Linked DNA regions of Macaca mulatta: region 1 is linked to region 2. The links are chromatin contacts, called in public Hi-C maps. All regions are on one chromosome and are shown on one strand. The core of a region is the stretch at or near the end of the contact, and the rest is flanking DNA. Distances in the headings are between cores, read along the strand shown.

What was found. A called contact is a pair of places that touch in the nucleus more often than the background predicts.
Region 1: a Hi-C map of fetal cortex germinal zone shows a contact between it and region 2, with 1.9 times the contacts expected there. The contact joins the promoter of UBE2O here to the enhancer-like site in region 2. A contact is called at or near these places in 5 of 14 Hi-C or Micro-C datasets (blood, cortical neurons, fetal cortex germinal zone and 2 more).

Annotation. Positions count from the first base shown.
Region 1 is chr16:86,203,541-86,207,275 of T2T-MMU8v2.0, forward strand. UBE2O (ubiquitin conjugating enzyme E2 O) reads right to left here and starts at 1,943. Exons shown (of 18, transcript XM_077972831.1): 1 at 1,518-1,943. The coding sequence starts at 1,934. LOC144335966 (a long non-coding RNA gene) reads left to right here. Exons shown (of 2, transcript XR_013407301.1): 2 at 853-1,495.
Region 2 is chr16:86,162,414-86,166,071 of T2T-MMU8v2.0, forward strand. All of the region lies in intron 1 of UBE2O (ubiquitin conjugating enzyme E2 O), which reads right to left. Among named protein-coding and RNA genes, the nearest start is that of SPHK1, 32 kb to the left of the region's middle. Within about 2 kb of position 1,933, at least 14 of the 40 cell types and tissues checked have an H3K27ac peak or open chromatin away from gene starts, as enhancers often do. A contact at or near this core is called in fetal cortex germinal zone, where this site is marked.

The sequences.
Region 1 (3,735 bases), core at 693-3,192, 41 kb after region 2:
TCGAGTAGACGGGTGGTGAAAAACATTCTCAAAAACTCACAGAAAGACACCAGCAATGGTGTCACACAGTACACAGCAATAACCCTCTTTTCCTGACACAATACTGGGTAATTTTTAATCAGCATTCTGCTGCACAAGTAATATTTTCCAAATACTCTTGTAAATGGACTGATAATTTTCCTTCCAAATCTCAGAGCTGTTGCCTGATTCGCATTTCTCTGAGGGAAAGCAGGGTCCTGTGTGTGGATTTGTGTCTGTGGATGTACGTGCATCCCCAACAAAAAGAGTGCTGGTATCAGTAATCACTTCTGCCGCTAGGAAATGGATCACGGGCTCTTCTCTGGAGTGGGGCCTTCTTCCTTCTCAAGCCGTTGTCACAGACCCCCCTTTGTAGTTTGGTATGAAGCCCCATTCCTCTGTAGTCTTTGTCTCCCACTGTGTGAGAAACCCAGATCAACTTCCAAAGTGCCCTCCCCTGAAATCAGACCTCTCAACCTCCCAAGGACCTAAAACAGTGTAGGCCTGATTCCTGCTTAGAAATATTTTCTTGAAGGGGAGGGGAAGTAGGAGAGGAAGAAGGGGTATGAGATACAGGGGTGTGTGTGTGTGTCAATTACTGATAGGAATTCACATTCCGGAAAACAAGCCACCAAACCAACTCGGGTTCAAGGTTTCGGGTTTATGACGGCAAGCCTCTTTGTTTTGTAAAACTGCTATATTCACTAGCATCACCCCAAAAACCATATGGGAGTCAGATGTCTGCTTAACAGCCTCAGGTCAAGAAAAACCCTTCAGGTTTCCAAATTGGTGACTACCCTCTACCTAGGGTTCTGGAATATTTTTTTCAAGAAGTCTCAATCCGGGTAGCAGCTGTCAGAATTCCCCCCACCCCCCAGTACTATTCATATCGCGGCTCTGATTGCTAATGTTTTTACTCACAAAGTTCCCTGTAGCAATTAAAATGAGGCAGCAGGGTAAAACAAAAAGAGACTGGGTGGCTTGACCATAATGCAGCCTGTAAGCTAGTGAACTTCTTGGGTTCGGCTGGGATTTTCACCTCTATCTTTGTTTTGGAATGCCCACAACCCCTCCCTGCATGGACCCGGCACGGCCTTCATTTCTGGATGCACAACGCAGCACCGAGCTCCTTGGGGGTCAGCAAAACGCCGCACTGGTGTAATGCCGAACGCGCCCCAGGGCCTGAGGAGTCCCCACGGGAGTCGGTCCACGTTTCCAAATCTCGAGGTCGACACCACAGCGTAGCATGGCTTAGAAGTCCCCTCAAGTCGGGAAGCCCAGCGCCCGCCCGGTCCCGGGCCAGCAGTGCCCGGCTGGTGTGTGCGCCCAGAGCTGCTGCAATGACTTTGCATGGAGTGTACCCTCCACTGGGGCTGTCCTCCTGCCTCGGCCACTGCAGTGGCACCGCTCCGGGCAGGGCCCCGATGCGGTCCCTCCCTGGCCTCGGCCCGGCCGCCGACCCCCTGCCTCCCGCGCCGCCCAGCCCCCGCCCGCCGCACCTTGGTCTCCTTCACATGCTGCTTGACGCCCTCCGGGTACCACTGGACGCGCACGTAGCCGCGGCGCAGCGGGCTGGCCCGGCCCTCCTCGTGGCCCGCGCCCCCGGCCTCGGAGCACCCCGAGCTGCCGCGGCCCTCCTCCTCGCCCTCCGAGTCCGAGTCCTCGCCGTGGATGAGGCGCACCAGCCCGAAGTGCACGGAGCCCCGGTAACGGCCCGACACCAGGTCGTGAGAAAACAGCAGGCGCTGCGAGCCGGCTTCGGGGCCGGAGTCCGAGGACGGCCCAGAGGCCGAGTCCGAGGCGGGCGCCGGCGCCGGGACAGGGGCTGCGGCTGGGGCCGGGATCGCCTCCGGGGCTGGAGCCGGGGCCTGGGCGGGAGCAGGAGCTGCGGGCGTGGGGGCTGCGGGATCCGCCATAACTGCTCTGCGCGAGTCCCGGGCGGCGGCGGCAGCAGCGGCGGCGAACGAGGCGCGGGGAGGCGGGACCAGCGGGCGCCGGGGGCGGGGCCATGGCGCGCTGACGTGTCCCTGCGTGGCGCCGTCGTCAGGGAGCCGGGATGCAGTTGCTAGGAGCCACCGCCTCGTCGCTAGGGGACGCTGAAGATGCCGCGGGGGGCGGGGGCAGAATGGAATCCACTAAGTGGGGTCGAGGCCAGACAGGATTAAACTAAAGGGAAAGAGAAGGGGCGGGCCGGGAGGAGGAAGTGGAGTGGCCACCGAGGCAGAGGGGAGTGGTCGGGGTGAGGCACAGGATGGTGGAGAGCCTGTCAACAACTTTTGATGAGCTCCCTTGGCGTCCTAGCCTAGTCCCCAGGCACTGCGAGGGTTGCAGAAAGAGAAAGATACTGTCCCTGTCCTCGAGGTGTTTCCAGTCTAGTTGGGGAGACAAAACAAATACACATTAAATAGATAAAAAACAACCCCAACTTGTAAGGCTATAATAGATGTGTATAGAGCATATGTATAATGCACCGTATTCGGGAATTCCAAGCAGTTTGGAACGTCATAACCCCTCAGGAATTGACCCAGGAACTGGTGAAGGAGGCCCAGAGAAAGGGAACAAAAGGATCAGTGGCCCCAATGGTTTGGGTATAGATCCATTTAGATGAGTTCAAAGCTCCCTGAAGCCAAGAATGAATGGCAAGAGGTAGTATAGTGAGGTAGCTAAGAGTGGGGGCCATGGATTCCAATTTTTGGCATTGCCACTTACTAATCTGTAAAAATAGGCACACTGATTAACTTAGTTTCACCTTAATTTTCTCATCTGTGAAATAGGGATGATAATAGCAGTACTCATCTCACTGGGCAATTGGGAGGATTACATGAAGTAGAACAGTGCCTGGCATTTAGCTCCTTCAATAAGCTTAACCATTGTACTATTTCCAACCCCCCTGCCTGGATTAAATTCCAGACTGGCAGAACTGTTATGGTCTGCTCCAAATTGTCATTTTAAAATATAAAAAGGAGTCCGGGCGCGGCAGCTCACTCCTGTAATTCCAGCACTTTGGGAGGCCGAGGTGGACGGATCACGAGGTCAAGAGATCAGACCATCCTGGCCAACATGGAGAAACTGCGTGTCTACTAAAAATACAAAAAAAAATTAATTTAATTTAATTTAATTTAATTTAAAAATAGCTGGGCGTGGTGGCGTGTGCCTGTAGTCCCAGCTACTCAGGAGGCTGAGGCAGGCGAATAGCTTGCATCTGGGAGGCTGAGGTTGCAGTGAGCCCAGATTAAGCCACTGCGCTCCACCCTGGGCAACAGAGTGAGACTCTGTCTCAAAATAAATAAATAAATAAAATATAAAAAGTAACTCTAGGGCCGGGCGCAGGTGGCTCATGCCTGTAATCCCAGCACTTTGGGAGGCAGAAGTGGATGGATCACCTAAGGTCAGGAGTTCGAGACTGGCCTGGCCAACATGGTGAAACCCCTTCTCTACTAAAAGTAGAAAAATTAGCTGGGCATGGTGGCATGTGCCTGTAGTCCCAGCTACTTGGGAGGCTGAGGCAGGAGAATTGCTTGAATCTGGGAGGCGGAAGTTTCAGTGAGCTAAGATCATGCCACTGCACTCCAGCCTGGGCAATAGAGTGAGACTCCGCCTCAAAAAAAAAAAAAATTAGCTGGGTGTGGTGGCACGTGCCTGTAATCGCAGCTACTCAGGAGGCTAAGGCAAGAGAATCGCTTGAACCCAGGAGGTGGAGGTTGCAGTGAGCCGAGA
Region 2 (3,658 bases), core at 683-3,182:
AAGAAAGGGGTCACGTGTGTTAGTGCACATATAGATATTTTTCAGACTAAGAAACCCAACTCGGCCGGGCGCTGTGGCTCACGCCTGTAATCCCAGTGCTTTGGGAGGCTGAGGCAGTCGGATCACGAGGTTAGGAGTTCGAGACCAGCCTGGCCAACATGGTCTCTACTAAAAATGCAAAAATTAGCTGGGCATGGGGGTGGGCACCTGTAATCCCAGCTACTCAGGAGGCTGAGGCAGGAGAATCGTTTGAACCCGGGAGTCGGAGGTTGCAGTGAGCCAAGATTGCACCATTGCACTCCAGCCTGGGTGACCAGAAGACAGGGTGAGACTCTGCCTCAAAAACAAAACAAAACAAAAAAACTCAACTCAGTTTTGGGGGGTGGAAGCAGGAAACCTTGCTGAAGCCTAGGATCCCACTTTTTTAGTGATTCCTACAGATTCAAGGCTAGACAAGAATACAAACATAAAATAAGGTACATATATTGTCTTTAAAGATTTTGCAAGAATCTGATGTAGAGATGGGGTGGAGGAAGTAAGGGTCAGTGACATTCAGCCCCATCACACAATGTTAATGCAGCTTGATGACCTGAGAAGCTACTTACATCAGATTGGAAAGTTTATCCCAGTGTGGATTTCTGAAAAAGCTGCGGAAATCTTAGAATGGCACATTCCCCAAAGCAGTACTTTTTTTCAAACCATGTGTTGTGACCCGTTAGTCGGTTATGGAACCAATTTAGTGGGTCATGGTCAACACTGGAAAAAAAAATCTGAGTGCATTAATATACATGTGGTGAGAATAAGTACTATTAGGTTAGCACAAAAGTAATTGCAGTTAAAATACTTTGAAAAAATCCTTTCAGTTGCATATATAACATATGTGTCCTGGGTCATGATATAAAATTGTATTTTACTGTGGGTGACTGCTGAGAAGCTGGAAAATCTCCATTCTACTGAATTCTCTACCCAGCACCTGCGCCGACTCTCAGTCCTCTCTAGCCAGGCTTCAGGGCAGTTACATCAGAGGGAAGACATCCCTCTCATCAGAAGCTGGTCTTGGAACCAAAAAACACACAAACCAACACAAAACCCAAGACCCACACAGTCACACTCAGGCACTTTTAGGGTGAGGAACTTTAACTTTCTGACCTGACTTCAAATGCTACTAAATGGGCTCAAACAGTAAAACTAGGAGAGGCAGAAAATGGGGCCTCCTGTTGGAGCTGGACTCCTCTTCCAGCCTCCTCCTAAGCCTGAGTTTCCAGTTTGGACTGGATTTGAGGATACGACTGGTCAGTAACTCCGGCTGGTGCCAGTGTGAGGACTTTCTCAGAGCAGTTGACCACCACGTGGCTGAGCCCTGATAACCCAGCAATCAGCTCACTGCCCACCTGAGGACAGAAGGTTTTACCAGCAAAGCACAAATGGCCAGGGGGCCTCACATGCCTGGGGAAGGGGAGGGAGAACCTCCGGTGCCCCTAGCTGGAAAATTCTGTCAATCATGAGCTATGGAAGCCATTCAACAGAGAAGCTGTGCTGACTGTTAACTGATTCAATAGTTTTTGAGTATTTTCTATAGACTTAGGACAAGACAAGAATACAAATATGTAATTAAGAATGGGCATTAGCTCTCTAGAACTTACACTGAGATGAGGGAGATAAAATGAAATTACACCTGAAAACAGTTATATACAAGTAAATAGAGCACTAAGCTGGGTGGGGGGAACAGAAACTGAGTCCTGTTTCTGGGTGGCAGCAGGGGAAGGCAAGCGGCCCCGGGTTGCAGGGGAACTGCACACCAGGGACAGCCCCCACGCCCTCATCCCTGACATCCTCTCTGATCTCATTGCAGACTCTCAGGCCGGGCAATGCAGTGCCGCTGCATCAACGCCTGGAAACTCGGTTACAGCTCGCCAGCTTGCTGGAATGGCCTGGAGGCAGAGCCTGCCCGAGGGACAGAGAAAGGGGACTGAATCCAACTGCCTGCTAAGTGATGGGGAAGGACTGCAGAGATCGGCCTGGCAGGGGGCCAGCGGGCTGGTCTCTGCAGATGCTGCGGTGTTTGATATGCAATATGTGCAGTTGGCAGCAGGAGCTGGGAGCCAGCCTGCACCCCTTGGCTTGGCTCTCGGTTTGTCAACCTGGCTTAAAAAAAGACAAGAACAGCCCAGGCCTCCTGCATTTGAAGGGAGGGGACAGATGGGCATCTTTAGGAGAAGGCAGCCTCCTTCCTCAAAAGTATAAGTAAAAGGCAGAACAGTGATCAGCACGATTTCATGTCCTGTTCTTGTCAGGCCTGACTGGGATATCACTGCCTAACCAGTGGGCCTGGACTGCTCCATTTCAGATACAGGCTGCGGTCCTGTGGCTGCCGGGCATCCCTGAAAGAAAAGAGTCGGCCAGTTGGCCAGACACAGAGAAGTTCACAGCCTCCACACCCCTTAGTGTCTGATGCCATGTTAGCTCACGGAATGAGGGCCCAGGCTGCTAATCACACCAACTGACCCTGACGGAGCAACGGAATGAGGGCCCAGGCTGCTAATCACACCAACTGACCCTGACGGAGCCCGCCAGGAAAGAACCCCACGTGCACCGCCTCTTCCAACCATGTGACCCCACGGAGGAGGGGCCACTCTTGCTCTCACTCCACAGCAGACTGGGTGGCTTGCAGAGGTAAGTGACCTGCCTAAGGTCACCCAAGTGCCAGGACTCCAGAGCCTTTATTTTGCTCACCTGTCCTTCCTCATTTGACCTGTCTGGTCCCTGAGCATGGCCCTTGCTACCCCTGGACCAACTGGAACCATGCTGCCATTCAAGTGTGGCCCTGGGCCTGGCAACGTGGCTCACGCCTGTAATCCCAGCACTTTGGGAGGGCGAGGTGGGTGGATCACTTGAGGTCAGGAGTTAGAGACCAGCCTGGCCAACATGGTGAAACCCTGTCTCTACTAAAAATACAAAAATTAGCTGGGCGTGGTGGTGCATACCTGTAATCCCAGCTACTCAGGAGGCTGAGGCAGGAGAATTGCTTGAACCCAGGAGGCTGAGGTTGCAGTGCGCTGAGATCGCACCACTGCACTACAGCTTGAGCAACAGAGTGAGACTCTCTCTCTCTATATATATAGAAAGTGTGGCCCTGGACTGGCAGCCCAGCATCTTCCCTCAGCTTGCTGGAAATGCAGACTCTCAGGCCCCAGACCTGCTGCCTGGGAATCAACTGAAAAAGTTCCCCAAATGATTCTGATGCACACCCCCCGAGAAACAGCTAAAAGGGACTGCATCCCTCTGAGCTGCTTCTGGGAAAATTCTAGTTTTGGGGAAACAGCGGTGTTCCCCTGTAGCTATGCTCCCCAGGAGAAGAGGAGCCCTTGAAGGGGCTGTGTCCAAGAAGTGGGGCAGGGCCTGCTCTCAGCCATGACAGACCTCACGTGGAAAAGACACCACCTTGCTGAGCCCACACCACCTCCCCGTGCTTCTCAAACACCTGCACTTACTATTTCAAGGCAGATGAAATGAACACCATCCCGGGATGCTGGCATCACTGGGACACCAGCCGGCCTGGAGAGTGGGAGTTGACCAAAATGTCACTTCTTGGCTGGATCATTAGGTCCCAAGACCCTCAACTGCCCACCTTTCCACCTCCATCTCTCCCAAGGCACAA